2 separate regions of the Sus scrofa genome follow, and region 1 is linked to region 2. Evidence: chromatin contacts called from public HiChIP or PLAC-seq data. All regions are on one chromosome and are shown on one strand. Each heading gives the region's core, a stretch centred on a gene start, on an enhancer-like site or on the middle of the called end of the contact. The rest is flanking DNA. Distances are from core to core; before and after follow the strand shown.

Region 1 (3,231 bases), core at 61-2,560, 250 kb after region 2:
GCGCTGAGGCTTTTAAATGTGCCAGCTGAGCTGGGCGTGGAAATCCGAGCACAGAGACCCAGATCAGACTCTGCTCCAACTCCCTGTCCCTCTGGCTTGTAGGGGTAGCTACTCCATCCCCACAGCAGGCTCAGGGGCAGTGCCCGAAGGCCTCGGGGACCCCAGAGAGCCATGTGTCCTCCCCTAAATGCTTAAACACCAGCCGCTTCACAGGCTCCTGCAAAGCTGGAAGGGCTTGGGGGCCCAGCTCAGCCGTCTGTGATTCTTGGGGTTCTCCTTTGTCTTTCGAAGGCCTGAACACTTCTCTTGTCTTTTGGCACCTTTCCCATTTTCCAAGAATCCTCCAGGATGGAAGAGCACATCTGTAAATACCTTCAGCTAAACAAACACTCACTGCCCTCTGGCCTGTCCTGACTCAGGGGTCTCTTGGCTTGCTGCCCATTGGTCAGGCTGCCTCCCACCCAGGAAAAAAGCAGCTCAGGGGCTCCTGTAACTGCTCTGGCACCTGTCAGTGTTGTGCAAACCCACCACCAGAACTGCACCCCAGACTCAGCAGAATCAGGAGAGGACGTGGAAGGTTGCCTCTGGGTGTGGATTTCTGGGGCCTCTTCTACTCGACTCAGACACCTCTCCACCCACCACAGCAAGTTTACACTGCACGTGCGTCTGCCAACAGCCAATTCAGGATCTCCCCCAGCCCCATGCGAATTAAAATACGGAAAAACTGGGGGGACTAGTTAAACCTGACACATCACATCATGCTGCTGCTAAAAATGAAGGGAAAGGGAAAATACTATTTGACAGAAGTGAGCACCCGAAACAGCAGCAGCCTCCCAGACTTAGTCTTTCCTTTGCACTTCTTATATTTTCTACAACTGTGCTTTAAATTCCTGTCCACAAAGTCATGATGTTAAGGAGAAGTAGTCCTTGTCGCCTCGTGACTCTGTCCCCCGCTGCCACCTTGGGAGGTGTGGTTCTAGGTCCTTCAGGACCTCTGTCTCCGCAAGTTGCTCACTTAACGGGAAAGAACAGTCTGCTCTGCGTGAATTTCAGCTTAAGGCTCAAGGCACAGAAGGCCTGGCTGCTGTCTGTGTGTCACACATGAACCCACAGCTTTGCTGGGCCGTGCCTGCTTCTGCCACCTCTATTCCCTCTTTCCCAGCCAAGCCTCTCGGCCCGAGAGCACCAGACGCCCTAGCCCCGGGCTCTGATGGCCTCTTGCCCTTGTGTCTGTCCCTGGGGAGGGAACTTCTAGGTTGGAGGAGGGGCTGTGCCCCTCAGGCAGTGTTCTCAATCCAGGGCACACCAGGACCACCCGGGAAGCTTTGAACAACCTCAAAACCTGGGATCACTGGACCGAGGGACCTGAAATCTCTGGGGCGGGGCTGGGGCACGAACCAGGAACCAAGACGAGCATGAAGAGGCCACCAAACAGGACCAGCAGCTTGAACAGTAATGGTAACTGGGACCGGCATTTATTGAGCACCTGCCACATGTCCAGCAGGCCCAGGACCATCCTGAGAGGGGGTGCTGTCATCTGAACACGGGGAGCCAGGTCTAGAGGTGGGGAAGCCTGCCGAGAGGCGCAGAGATGATGTGGCAGAGCTGGGGTTTAACCCAGCCGGGAGCACCTTTGGTTTGGGGGGGAACTGGCTTCCTGAGGGCGCTCTCTCCACTGAGAAGGGCAGATACCCGCAGGTACCGGGGACTTTCTCCAAAAGGGGGCTGCCCCAGCTCTACCCTCACGGTCGCTGCTGTTCTGAGACTGAAGGAATACTCTGGCCTCCCCTCCTCCAGACAGAAAGGTTTGGGGATTTGCTCGTTACTGGGGCTGAGGCTGGTCAAGGTGGAGTTTCTTTAAGAAAGCTTGGGGCCTCCCTGGACTGTGACGTCCTCAGGTGGCTGCTATGAGGAGGAGGCTCTCATCATGGGGACATACGCAAGCAACGTGGGCCTGGAGAACAGGGGGCACAGGCAGATGCACGGGAGCACCCCCCTCCTCTGGCCTAGGGCAGGGGCATGCGCGAGGCCTCCCCCAGGCGCCGGGCCAGCTCAGCTGCCTGCCGCACCAGCACGTCCGTGGGGATGACTGACAGGTGGAGGGCCAGCAGTTCGTGGCACCTGACGGCCTCGGCGGGGTGGCCCTTGCTGTAGTACCGCAGGAGCTTTCTGGGGAGACAGGGGCAGGATTCAGAAAGGAGCCAAGGCCATGGGCCTCTCCAGGCACCTTGCAGGCACTGGGTCACCTCACCAGGCCCTAGCACTGGGCCAAAGAGGCCTCCCCTGCCCCTTGCTGACCCAACCATACGAGGCTTGGCCCCAGGCTGTCACGGCCCACCCCTTTGGGTCCTAATCCTGGAGTGGGGTCTGCTGGAGGGCAATGCCCCAGTACAGGCACCACAGAGCCAGCAGGGCAGGACATCCGGAGCCCAGCAGAGAGGTTTGCAAATGCTGCCTCGAGCGTCAGCAGGAAGAAGGGCAGGAACCCCAGTGAGCTCCCCACTCTTCCTCTCACTGAATGCCAGGCTGGGAGGAGCTTCTAACAAGGGGGGATCAAGGGGGGGGGACATTCCTGAAGGAGGGGCTGCTCCCTCTGTGGGGACTGGCACTCGTCTCCCATCATCTGTCCCCGTGTGTCCCCAGCGGCCCTCTGGATCGGTGTCACCTGTAGTAGTCTCCTCCCAGCATGCCGACGGGAGCTGAGTCGTCAGACAGGACAGGCACCTCGATGATCTGGAGTTTGTGGCCCTGGGGAAGGAGGAAGGGCTTTCTGAATGGGGAGGCGGTGGGTGTGGTGGAAGAACGTGGGATTGAGTAGCCGTACTGGGTCCGAGGCCGGGCCCAGCCCTGTTTGGTGTGCACTTGGTCCTGGGAAAATGCGTGGACCTTTTTACCTGTCTTCCCACCTGTGAAGCAGGAAAACCAATAATCTCGCAAAGAACATCAGACCTGATGAATATGGAGCTCCGAGCTTCGTGCCTGGCACGTGGTAGCTCTCGTTCCCATCAACCAGGGAACCTGGGTCAGCAACGGGCATGTGTGTAGGAGGGCGACCCAGGGGCATGTCGGGAAGAGCAGAGCGCTGCCAAAAGGCCGAGCCTCTCTCTGAAAGCACTGGGAATCGGCAGGGTAGGAGGGGTGGGGAAGGGACTTGAGCTCAGCCGGGTTCCACTACCTGCCAGACACAGCGAGCCCACCCTGCAGGAGGAGGACTCGCTGTGTTAAGAGGCC
Region 2 (3,094 bases), core at 115-2,614:
ATGGGAGGGAGTGGGAGGACATTTGCTCCTGACAGGCTTTGTCTGATAGGCTGAGGAGGTATGCTGATTCACACCCTGGGCTAGGGTGGGTGGCAGAGGGAAAGGGAAAGGAATTGATTACTTTTCCTGCATAATAATTCCTGCATAATTCACAGCTGGTAATTGTGTGGGTTTGTTATTGTTGGTTTCATTTTTTGGTATGGAATCATTTGATTAATACCTGCCTCTTCCAAGACACTGTAAACTCCGCAAAGGCAGGGACTGTCCTGTTCACTATTATTTTCTCAGTACACAGCACAATGCTTGGTACACAACAGGCAAAAAATACATCTTATTGAATGGTGAAATCACCTGGGAAATTTTAAAAACATGCCCATGTCCACCAACCCTGAAATAAGATCTGCTATAAATTCTCTTCCCTGAACCTCAGAACCACAACTTGTGTCAGGATAGAGAGTAAGTAGTGGGGCTGGCGTCCATTTTTTGTAAAAACCACCCAAGAGATTCACTTTCATTCCTCTTCCCAAAACCAGTCAAGTGGATCCTTTAAAGCCAATCAATGTGACATGATTAAATTTGCTGGTTGCATAAATAGGGAGGACTCCACAGACATGCTGAAGTGCTGGGACCAGTAAGGAAGTCTGCGTAGTAAGCAGGTAAGAAATGACCTGGTCTGGTTTAAATCACTGGTGGTGGGTGTGAAGAGGGAAGAGATTTAAGAGATAACTCTGGAGTAGAATCTAGGCAATTTGGTGACCTTTTGGACGTTGAGTGGAAGAGAAAGTGAGACAGAGGAAAGAACCTAGGTTGAAGGCTGGAGTGAATATTAGCAGACAGGAAGGGGAGGAGAGTCACTTTTGAAGTTGCTACATTCGAGATGTCTGTGGGACGTGAGGGGACACAAATATTCTGGAGAACACTAATGTTTGAAGCAGGCTAGAAAACGAATTCTTGAGGAAGACGGAGAAGAACGACTTGAGAGGAAGAAGGAAAACCTGGATAGCGTCAAAACATAAGTAACAATGTGCAACAGTATCAAGTGATTTCTAAAGCTTAGGTTAGATGCCCTGAAATACCTCCACTGAGTAATGGCAACATGGGCACTTTCGGGGGCGGGGAGCAGAAGCCGCGGACTACTTTTTCAAGAAACTTGGGGCGAAGACAAGAGTAGGGTTGGTAAGATTAAGTGGGATATGACTTTCGAGCACATTTATAGCTGAGAAGGGGGAGGCGGTCCGAGCGGACAGGAGGACAAACATCTCCCTGCTTGCATCATTTTGCCAGCTCCTCCCACCACGTGACCAGGAGGCCGTCCCCGGGGGCCGGGCCTCGCGGAGACTACAGCCCCCAGAAGGCCCCGCGGCGCTCGGGGGCGGGGCCGAGGCCTGGCGCGCGCCCGGGCGGCGCGAGCGGAAGAGCAAGAGCTTCGAGGAGGCTGCGGAAACGGAGACCGACTGCACCCCTGGTAAAGAGCTGCCCCGCGTCCCTGTCCCTTCCTTCCTCCGCACCTTGGGCTGGGGCTGGTCGCCTCTACTTCTCCCCTTACACTTGGGACAAGCTTCCTTTCCCTTTTGTGTGTTACCGGTATTTTTCTCCTCACGTGACGTGTGGGGCTAGCCCCTGCCTGGGGCGGAGGTTTCTGGGAAGCTCCCGCCCTTCGACCCCTGCGGGCCTTGTGTTGCGGGGGAAACCTTTGAAGGCCCTTTTTGCCTCCTAGGGCTGCTTACCTGCTTTGGGCCCTTCCTCAGGTACTCCCTGCGGAGGGGCCGTACCTTTCCTGGGTTTCAACAGGTACTGAGCCGGGTCGTGGCGACCCCCCTCTCCGCCCAGGAGTATTGGGTTATGGGCCTCGGGGGCTGCCCCAGACGACCACCGGGCTGTGGGCGATTTCAGGGCACGAGTCTCTGGAGGGAGTCCGCTGCGCCGACTGGGAGCCCCAGGCTATGGGCTGGGAGTGAGCCGTCTTTACGAGAGGGTGTATTTCCTGGTTTTCTTGGGCCGCCTTCAGAAAACTTCAAGTCCGATTATTAAAGTTTTCCTCATCAGTAAAGCCAACTCTAAGAGTTGAGTAAGGAAAGAAGCAGGGGATTTGAAGTCTGATGTCTTGGGAAGAGCCTTGGGTCTGCCACTTGCTGGGCTTGTGATCTTTTATAGCCCGTTTGTCGTGGCCTCGGTTTCCCGATCTGAAAAATGGGGGTACTTGTCTTAGAAGCTTGCCTGCCTTCCAGTGTTTTGGGCTTCGGCGGAAGTGACCCGTGTGGGAAAGCACGTTTCAGATATAACAACCTTACTATCTTTTTTTTCCCTCCAGCCCAGGTCAGTTGAACTTTAAAACCACATTCATGTCTTTATGAACTTGATTTATAAACATGATCGTGATCAGTTGAATTAGTTAATAAACAGGGGAAAAGTGTCTTTGCAAAAGAATGTGAGCCAAACAAATGTTCTTATGCCCTGTTCTGAGTGAAGCGGTGACATTAGGGCCTGTCACCTTTGGGGTCAATTTAAAACTTCATCTGGGTTCAAAGGTCCACCAGAGTTTTGGAGACTTCCCTTCCACCAGGACTCTTAGAGCCAGTGTTGCTTCCCTCTTGTTTTGTTATAACTTCCCTTCAGCACTACACTGGTGCAAGTAGTCCAGAAAGTGCTTATTGTTCCTCAGATGTGGCGCTAAGCTAACGCCTGTCTCCAGCAGGTCTAGTGACTTTTTTTCCTTTTCGCACACTGCTTGTGTTAAACCTAGCTCTGAGTCTAACACGGTTCCACTTACCTAGCTATACTAGGTAATAAGAAGGAGATATATGTGTTAGAAGTGCGTGTTTCCTGGTTTCTATTCTGGCAGTTTAGCTCTGTGTTTAAGGAGGTAGGCTTTTGTCTTATTTCTCCCCTTGTAGAGAAAGGATTTTACAGTCAACTTTTTGTGGGTTTGGAGGTGTAGTTAGTTGGTAATCATGTATTTATGCTAAAATCATTGGTTCAGAAATACTTGCGTGTGGTTTGGTCTAAAAACAGAGGATGGCAGTACAGTGATTTAGTTGAATGTACAAAGTTGAACAAATTTGAGTTCAAATTCTGGCGCCTGGTGCTGCGACTT

What was found. HiChIP or PLAC-seq counts read pairs in DNA pulled down with a chosen protein or histone mark.
Region 1: an H3K27ac HiChIP or PLAC-seq map of alveolar macrophages shows a contact between it and region 2. The contact joins the promoter of PYROXD2 here to the promoter of R3HCC1L in region 2. A contact is called at or near these places in 1 of 5 promoter capture datasets (liver) and 2 of 2 datasets of contacts at active chromatin or transcription factors (alveolar macrophages and skeletal muscle).

Annotation. Positions count from the first base shown.
Region 1 is chr14:109,729,149-109,732,379 of Sscrofa11.1, forward strand. PYROXD2 (pyridine nucleotide-disulfide oxidoreductase domain-containing protein 2) reads right to left here and starts at 1,311. Exons shown (of 13, transcript XM_021072312.1): 1 at 1-1,311. It overlaps HPS1 (HPS1, biogenesis of lysosomal organelles complex 3 subunit 1), which reads right to left. Exons shown (of 19, transcript NM_001098587.1): 18 at 2,666-2,748; 19 at 1,940-2,169. The coding sequence ends at 2,007.
Region 2 is chr14:109,482,741-109,485,834 of Sscrofa11.1, forward strand. It overlaps R3HCC1L (coiled-coil domain-containing protein R3HCC1L), which reads left to right and starts at 1,365. Exons shown (of 7, transcript XM_001929141.7): 1 at 1,365-1,465.